3 separate regions of the Mus musculus genome follow, and regions 2 and 3 are each linked to region 1. The links are chromatin contacts, called in public capture Hi-C maps. All regions are on one chromosome and are shown on one strand. Each heading gives the region's core, a stretch centred on a gene start, on an enhancer-like site or on the middle of the called end of the contact. The rest is flanking DNA. Distances are from core to core; before and after follow the strand shown. Region 1 has its middle 8.3 kb from the start of Apol6. Region 2 has its middle 25 kb from the start of Myh9. Region 3 overlaps Apol10b (apolipoprotein L 10B).

The links. Capture Hi-C pulls out chosen DNA fragments and counts their contacts.
Region 2: a capture Hi-C map of embryonic stem cells shows a contact between it and region 1, with 3 times the contacts expected there. The contact joins two enhancer-like sites. A contact is called at or near these places in 1 of 115 datasets of contacts at active chromatin or transcription factors (extraembryonic endoderm stem cells) and 1 of 9 other capture datasets (embryonic stem cells).
Region 3: a capture Hi-C map of embryonic tail shows a contact between it and region 1, with 2.7 times the contacts expected there. The contact joins two enhancer-like sites. A contact is called at or near these places in 1 of 39 promoter capture datasets (liver) and 2 of 9 other capture datasets (embryonic tail and liver).

Annotation. Positions count from the first base shown.
Region 1 is chr15:77,035,355-77,038,163 of GRCm38.p6, forward strand. It overlaps a transcript of Mb not described here. Among named protein-coding and RNA genes, the nearest start is that of Apol6, 8.3 kb to the right of the region's middle. RefSeq lists an enhancer at 1,286-2,809. Within about 2 kb of position 1,462, at least 214 of the 459 cell types and tissues checked have an H3K27ac peak or open chromatin away from gene starts, as enhancers often do. A contact at or near this core is called in embryonic stem cells and embryonic tail, where this site is marked.
Region 2 is chr15:77,865,346-77,868,154 of GRCm38.p6, forward strand. No RefSeq gene overlaps it. Among named protein-coding and RNA genes, the nearest start is that of Myh9, 25 kb to the left of the region's middle. Within about 2 kb of position 1,411, at least 21 of the 459 cell types and tissues checked have an H3K27ac peak or open chromatin away from gene starts, as enhancers often do. A contact at or near this core is called in embryonic stem cells, where this site is marked.
Region 3 is chr15:77,587,186-77,589,994 of GRCm38.p6, forward strand. Apol10b (apolipoprotein L 10B) reads right to left here. Exons shown (of 4, transcript NM_177820.4): 3 at 1,504-1,630. Among named protein-coding and RNA genes, the nearest start is that of Apol10b, 7.5 kb to the right of the region's middle. Within about 2 kb of position 1,361, at least 8 of the 459 cell types and tissues checked have an H3K27ac peak or open chromatin away from gene starts, as enhancers often do. A contact at or near this core is called in embryonic tail, where this site is marked.

The DNA of each region.
Region 1 (2,809 bases), core at 212-2,711:
TACAAGTTAGAGTCCATTATCATGAGAAACTGTGGGACGTGAAACTGTGCCAGGAAGAGCAGGCCAAGACCTGGAGGCTCAGTGGGCACACACCTGAGGCTTAGGTGTCTCCCAGCTCCCTGACAGACTCCTGACTTGGAACATGTGACATGCTTCTCACATAAAAGAAACATGTCCTATGGTCACATAGGTCCAAAACAGAGTTCTCCATTCTAATAAGGTACCTAGGCCCAGAGGGCTTAGCCAATAAACTTCCCTTCCCAGAAGTTCCTCCCTGTAAAAGGTATTTAATCTCGGGCCCACCCTGAGAAGTGGGGGATGGTTTTACACATCTATTTTCTGCCATGACAATAAACTGTTTGCTGAGAGTTCTATGTCTTCATCTGAAGACTGCTAGCAGATACTGGCATCCAGGCAGTTAGGATGAGGGTTTTAAAGGCCACACCCATATCATCGACACACCTACTCCAACAAGGCCACACCTTCTATTAGTGCCACTCCCTGGTCTGAGCATTTACAAACCATAACAGGCTTGCATACAGGCCAGTCTATCTGATAGAGGTAATTTCTCAATTGAGGTCCCCTCATCCCAGATGACTCTAGCTTGACAAAACAAAACTAGCCAGGACAGGCCCTGAGGATGCTGGTGTGGAAGAAAAGGGGGAAAGTCGAGAAGAGACTTCCAAGAACCAGGGAGCCTTGGCAGCTTTATGGGGCGGTCAGAGACAGGTTGACCTGCACTGTGAGGACAGAGGAGAGTTTCTCAGGCCTTGTTAGAGGAAGCAAGAGCCAGAGCAGGCCCTAGGCCCGAGTGGTTCAGGCCTCGTTTACAGTACCATTCAGTCCTAGCGCTGAAGCTCTGCTCAACATCTCTCGGGGACCTAACTTCCTTCTTGGGGGCCACCAAACACCCCTGGTCTCCTGGATCAAGCCAAAACTGGAAGGAGAGAAGTGCTCAGGACCAAGAGAGAGGTTTAGAGACCCCTCTGAGAGGGTCACTATTCACTTTAGCCAGCCAGCTCTGAACACTTTCAGGGAGGACAAAGACAGGCCTCTCTGGGCCAGGAGGGCAAAGTCAGGCAGGCCCCGGTGGGTGCACTGCAGCTACCGTCATTGCCTGAGATCAGAAAACATGGCTGCGTTTGGCCAATGTTGGGAGATGGGCAGGGGCAGGTGGAGGGGTGAGTGCCCTGGTCATACAGGAGGGCTGAGGGATGATGAGAAAAAGCTTGGGGAAGCAGACACACAACACAGAGTGACCTGGAAACTGCAAGACGACCAGGCTGGCCGGGCGAGAAAGTTTGTGAAGTGGGTTGGCCAAGAGTGAGGTTTTAAGTAGGGTGGGAGCTCACTGGGGGAGATTTTAAACTTGGAGCATTTTGGTGAGTTAGGGGCGGTCCCAGGGTTCGGGCACCAATCAGATGGACAGTTAAGATTAGTCCCTGTGACTCAGAAGCCAAAAGGCACAGTGTGTGAGCTGTGTGGCTGCCAGCTACAGCCTCAGGGGAATCTTGGACAGGGAGTACTGTGTGGGAGCGGGGCTCTGTGGCCTCCCAAGAACTCAGTTAGGGCTGTGGTAGCGCTCTGGGGCCTCTTTGGCAGTGTAACATGTTCTGGCCGGCTTCTTGGTCAGCCTGGAGAGATCCCTTTTTCTTTGCAGCCCCTCCTTTTTAAGAGGGCCAGGTCACATTAACACAGGTCCTCTCCTCCCTCTTTGTGTCTCAGTTCATTACCACATTGAACTGAAGGATGACGCAGAAGGTTTAAGCCTTTCCACAGCCCTCCCCATCTTACCGAGGAGGCTATAACCACTCAGTGACCTGCTTAGAGGCCTCCCTCCTCCCCTCAGCTCCTCCTTCTCTCCCCTTCTCCCTCCTCCTCCCCCTCCTCACTCCTCTTCCCTCTCTTCCTCTTCCTCCTTCCTCAGGAGCATTCAGGTCAGAGGATGGGAAAAAACAGCCAATAATGAGGCAGTTCTGGCCATTTCTGCAGGCCCTGTAGTTTCTTAAGTCTCTCCCAGTCATGTGGCTGTAGGCCTTGATATTTCTTGATATTCCACATGCCTTAGAACAGAAGGTGGGCCTGCTTGCTGGTGTGTAGGCTAAGAGAGGCAGTGGCTGGGCCTGATGCATTTCTGCCTTTTCTCCCTCCAACCCTACTTGCTAGCAAACAGCCCCATCGTCTTCTGTCTCTTTCAAGGACACTGCTGTTGGCTTCCTGACTCACACAAGCGCCAAGATGACCTCATCTCCAGAGTTATTTGATTTTTTTTTTCATCCTCAGAGAATGTTTCCAAATATGGTCCCATTGCAAGTCACATGGTCTCAGGCTCGGCTTTGTGGGGGTGGGGGGCGGGAGGGGGGGTGGGGATGGTCATTGTTCAGCTGTCTACAGAAGGGAAAATGCAGGCTTGGAGGAGCAGAGATTTACTGCAGATCTCGGGGTCTATCGGGGCAGCCTAGGGAAGCCCTGCCCTGGGGAGGGAGGCCAGGCCAGTGTCTGGATTACTGTGGTTCCGGTTCTCCACTCTGCAAAAGCATTCATGGGAAAAACATCTGGAGCTCGGGCTGCGCAGGGGAGTCCCACTCCCACAGTCGCTGGCAGGTTTCCCTGTCTGCTGGTTGAGGGGGAGGGGTGCAGCTCTCCTCACCCCCTCATGAACAGACCACAGACACTCCCAAGTCCCTGCCTACCACCACAGGGCTGTGGGGAGTGGGGAGAGTCCCGGCCCTGTCTTTCCTGACCTCTGGGTCATTGACTCCCTGCACAGGGTCCCTGCTGTCTGGTGAGAAGCCAGGAACCCAAGGTA
Region 2 (2,809 bases), core at 161-2,660, 830 kb after region 1:
TACCTAATACAAAAATAAATTTAAAAAAAGAAAGAAAAATAACTTGTTTTGGAGAAAATAACTTGTTTTGAAAAATAACTTGTGGTCTTTTTGCTTCTGCCTCCTGAATGCCAAGACAACCACTTTTTTTTTTTCCTTTAAATATAGCCCAGGTTGGCCCATAGTTCACTATGTAGTTAAGGATGACCTTGAACTCCTGATTGTCTTGCCTTTGCCGTCTCAGTGCTGGGATTATGGACAGGGACCACCAGCCCTACCCCTCCACCCCGATCCACATCATAGGTTGTGCTGAGGATCAAGTTCGGGGCTTGGGGGATGCTCAACGAGCACTCTCCCAACTGAGCTGCTTTCTCCCTCCGTCACTGCCCTTTTTCAGTGCTTAGAGGATTGTGGTAGAGCACATGTAACAACAACAACAACAAATCATTTTAAACAGGCACAGTGATGCACTTGTGTAATTCCGGCACTCTGGAGGCCAAGGCAGTAGGAGTAAGAGCTCCAGGCTAGGGTTGGAGAGACGGCTCAGCGGTTAAGAGCACTGACTGCTCTTCCAGAGGTCCTGAGTTCAAATCCCAATGACCACATGATCTGATGCCCTCTTCTGGGGTGCCTGAAGACAACTACAGTGTACTTACATATAGTAAATAATTAAATCTTTGGGCTGGAGCAAGTGGGGAGGAGAGAGAAGGAAAAAAAAAAGAGCTCTAGGCAAGTTGGAGACGGTCTCATACAACAGATATCTTGGGAAGCTACTCACTCTAATCCTAATTCATATGCTCACAGGCTGTGTCCTATGTGTCCTTAGCTTTCCTTTTTTGTGTCTCATTTCTTCTCCTATCCAGTGAAGATAATGGTGGCACCTACCCCAACAGTGCTCCAAGCAGCACCTAGGACAAACTATGTCCTCAGTATTGTTTACTGCGATCATTTCTACATTGGTTACTTTGGAGTGAAGGTGGCAGGAGAAGTTTGCTCTTCTCTGAGGTCTCAGTCTTTTCTCCAGCTTTTATCAACTCAATGGCCCTGGATGGTCCATGCTTCAGATCTCAGGGCAGAGAAGGAGAAAAGAGAGCCTGTCAGCGGGCCCCTGTGTGCTGCTGTGTGACTTAAAACCAGTAAGTGTACCTCTCTGTGTTAGCATTGCCTGTCCACGAAAAAGATAAGCTCCTTCTATCTTACAGGCAGAGGTCGGGAGTAAAAGAATCAGTGAATGTGACTAGAGAGATGCTGTTTATCTGGCTTTATCATCTTCCATTCAACTATGATGGGGGGGGGCAGAGCTTTGCTGGCTCCTTTCCTTGCTTGTTGCTGGCCCCGTGAAGGACCAGAAAATGCTGTCTCCAAGGACTACTGCTCTGGTCCACGTGACCAGGATGAAAGTCCTTAACAAAAGGCCACCCTGGCCTCTCACGCTGGCTGGCCTGGCTGGCGGAAGAGCCTTTGCCCTCCTTTCGGAGCCTCAGCTGGGGTGGGGGTGGGGGCGTCAGGGAGATGCTCAGAGTGATAAACAAGGAGGGAGCGGAAAATAAAACCCCCAAATGTGTTTACTCTGAGATGAGAGAGCACTGCTTTCAGGCTGACCACAAGGCCTTGTGAGTACAAAAGCCACATGTCTGGGAACATCCTGGAATGTCACAAGTTGCAGAGGCAAGCAAAGGCTTTCTGGGGCCAAGGGCAGGCAGGACCAGGACTCCACCCTGGAGGAACCTTTCTCATACCTTCTCTGATTCCCAGGTGGGTTCACAGCCATGAGTCCTCGACTATCACACACCAACATCGGCTAAGCCAAGTCAAGCCCTGGAGTACACCTTATTGCCGGGGTCCCTGTCTACTCGCCCTGCCTGCCTCCATGCCTCTGCTCTGTAGGATCCTACTGGGTCACCTTGTCACCTTTGAACATCCTCAGTTTAACAGTTTAACTCCAATTCTCCCCCTTCCCCCCCCCCCCCGGGAAACCCTCCCCCCCCCCCCCCTCAGACAAGAGTTTTCTGTATAGCTCCCTTTAGCCTGGAACTTGCTAATTTACTATGTAGATGAGGCTGACCTCCAACTCACAGAGATCCTCCTGCCTGAGAGTCACATGTGCCACCACACCCAGCTCTCCAATTCATCCTTTTTTGTTTGGTTTTCGTTTTCTTTTTTTTTTTTTTTTTTTTTTTTTTTTTTTTTGGTTTTTCGAGACAGGGTTTCTCTGTATAGCCCTGGCTGTCCTGGAACTCACTCTGTAGATCAGGCTGGCCTCAAACTCAGAAATCTGCCTGCCTCTGCCTCCCGAGTGCTGGGATTAAAGGTGCGCGCCACCACCGCCCAGCCCCATTCTTTTTTTTTTTTTTAAAGAAAGATTTATTTATTTATTATATCTAGGTACACTGTAGCTGTCTTCAGATGCACCAGAAGAGGGCGTCAGATCTCATTACGGATGGCTCTAAGCCACCATGTGGTTCCTGGGAATTGAACTCAGGACCTCTGGAAGAGCAGTCAGTGCTCCTAACCACTGAGCCATCTCTCCAGCCGTTGTTTTTGTTTTTTTTAGGATATGGTTTCCCTGGGTATCCCTGGAACTTGAACTGTCCTGGAACTTAGTCTGTACACCAGGCTGGCCTAGAACCTAGAGATTCACCTGCCTCTCTGCCTTCCAAGTACCAACTCACCCTTAAAGCTGGTCAGGGCCAGAGAGATGGCTCACTGGATAAAAGCAACTGCAACCAAGCCTGATGACCTATGATCAATGCTTAGCACTCACAGAGTAGAAGAAGAAAATGGAATCCTGGAAGTAGTCCTCTGACCTCCACATGGGCTCTGTAGCACA
Region 3 (2,809 bases), core at 111-2,610, 550 kb after region 1:
CCTGCTCTCTGCAGAAGGCCAAAGTTGTCCCCTTCCAGGCTGAAGTTCACAAGGACAATGGCAGCCTGAGGTGACTGGGACAGGACAGCTGCTACCAATCTTGGCTCCACACTGACTGCCAATCCTCACTAGTTCCTGACTCTCAACATGGCAGATTCCTGGAGACAGAGATCACCAGGCTAACAGACAGCATAGCTGATGCCAGTGTCTCTTTGTAACACCACAAGGCCATGTGCAAAGATGCAAGAGACCTGGAGATCATCTGTAGTAATTGGAAGGACAGAAATGCCCTGAATTTGTTCAAGACAAAAGGGGAAGCATTTTCCTCTGGTGTGTTTATATGGGGTCTCCTCAGATTCTCAACTTATGTGAATCATCCTCCAAACACACTGACTTTAGGAGTTGTCTGTAGCCATGTGCTCTCCTGATATTAAGTAACACTGTGTACAACAGAAGAAATATCCAAATAACTCTTAAGAACTCTGCAGTCTTTACAGACGGTGTATGGAGGGCACACTCATGAAAATCCCTACACACACATGAGGCATCAGAGCAGAGCAGGGGAAATGCCCCTTCTCCCTCTTACGTGTCTTCTGCTGGGTCTCTGACCGTCCTTCTCACTGTGCCTCCAACTCTCCCTCTCCTTCCAGCCCAGCTGGTCTAGCCTGCTACCAACACCTCCATTCCAGGGTCACTCACAGTCTCTCCTGACCCCTGGCTGCGACCCTAGTCCTGGTCTCTCTGGGCTTTGGGAAAGATGCTGGCACTTGATCTGCCTCGCTGATCTGTTGCTTATCCCAGACTGTCACCACATCCCATTAGACTGAACTCTCATTCTTGTGAAACAGCATGGGGCTATAGATTTGAGCGAAGACAGTCAGGGTCCAACCCAGCTCTGTGGCTCTGCTCCGTGAGCTCTCTGCCTCCTCATCCCACAGAAAGATCCTGATGTTACAGCTCCTCAGATGAGAGGAAAGGACTGAGACAGAACTTGGAAGATGGCTAGTTCAGTGTATATTTTCCTCACATGTCTCAAAATATATCCTTGATTTCTCAGTCCTACAGGAGACCCTTGGACCTTGTCTCTTCTCACTTTCAAAATTACCTTGCAAAGCTGACTTTCAGGAGGACCCACTGTGTGCTGGTCCCATACTAAGAACTCCACTGTGTGCCTGCCCTATGCTGAGAACCCTACATGGATGATCCTATCTTCTCACACTACAGTTTCATGGTAATGAAAATCAGGAAGTGGTAGTTAACTTGTCAAGGTCGTATAACTAGTGCATGGCAGAAATTGCCCTGACACCTTGAGCAACATCTTCAAACAACCTGAGGTGATTTCCACAAGGAATAACATGTTGTAAACACTCCTCTTGGATAGTTTAGAATGAGTTGGCCCATAAGGCCAATGCCTGGGACTGTCTAGAGTGTGTATGCCTGACCAGAAAATAACCCTCATTCTCCTGGTCTGGGGGAAAGCACTGAGTGCACACTGCAGGTCACCTTGACAATTCTGCTGCTTCCTCAAATGCCTTCCAGGCTCCATCTTCAGTTATCAGGCTCCTCAGATCTGTTTTCAAGAATTTTTCCGTGACAATATCAGCGACTCCATCAACACTTCGAGCTACTCCTATTTACCAGGAAAATAATGAAGTCAGATGACAGTATGGGGTTCCATGAACCTCAATTGTCTCTCCACTCACCTTCATCAGACCTGCTAATATGGAAGCATACAGGTTAGAGTCCTTTCCTGCACCCATTTCCCTGCCCACCGAGTCCTCTGGGAAATACCCAGGTTCCCCAACCTCTGTGATATTCCCCTTTTCCTATGTACATTGTCCCACCATGTCTCTGTCTGCTTCCCCCTGCCTCCCAGTCCCAATTGCTGGGAGACTTTCAGTGACCCCTAAGTTCCATTGTCCAACCCAAGGCTACCCAGCAGAATCCTGCTGCACCAGGAACTGTGAGGTTACATCCAGCTTTCAATAACTGCTACAGCAGGAAAACCCAGGGACAACCAGGTGGCTTAAGGCCAGAACAAGAACACAATCAACAAAGCCAGGGCCATATGACACCTTCAGAGCACAGCTGTCCTTCTACAGCAAGCTCTGGATACCCTAGCACAAGCAAAAAGAGAAAAAAGATCTCAAATCTAGTTTTATGAAGATGATAGAGGTCTTTAAAGAGGACATGATAAATCTCTTAAAGTAATATAGGAAAATAAACCAAACACGTAGAGGTCTTTAAAGAGGAAACAAATAAGCCTCCTAATGAAATACAGGAAAATGCACTTAAAACGTAAAGGAAATAAATAAAACTGTTCAAGACCGGAAAATCAAAACAGAAGCGATATAGAAAACACAAACGGAAGGAATCCTAAAGATGGAAAGTCCAAGGAGATAACAGGAACAACAGACACAAGAATCAGCATCGGGGCACTAGAGATGGAGGGAGAACCTCAGGCATAGGAGATACCTGATAAGAAGAAATAGATAAGTCGTTTAAAAAATTTGATCTAAAAGATTCTTCACAGAAGACAGGAAAATCCAGCATTGCAGGTTCCATTATGACCCCCAAATGCATAAGTAAAGGGTCTTAGGCTCAGCAAGCATATTTGGAAACAAGAACTTTACAGAAGTTAAGTAGTGAAGACCAAACGATGCCATAAATATAAGATACTAGTCAGTGGGACTGGGGTCCTCATGGCAATGAGATTCCAGATGTCTGTCTTCTGTCATCTATCTGTCTTTTCTTTGTCTTTCACATGTACACACCTGTCCCTGTGTGTCTGCCTCCTCTTCCTTCCATT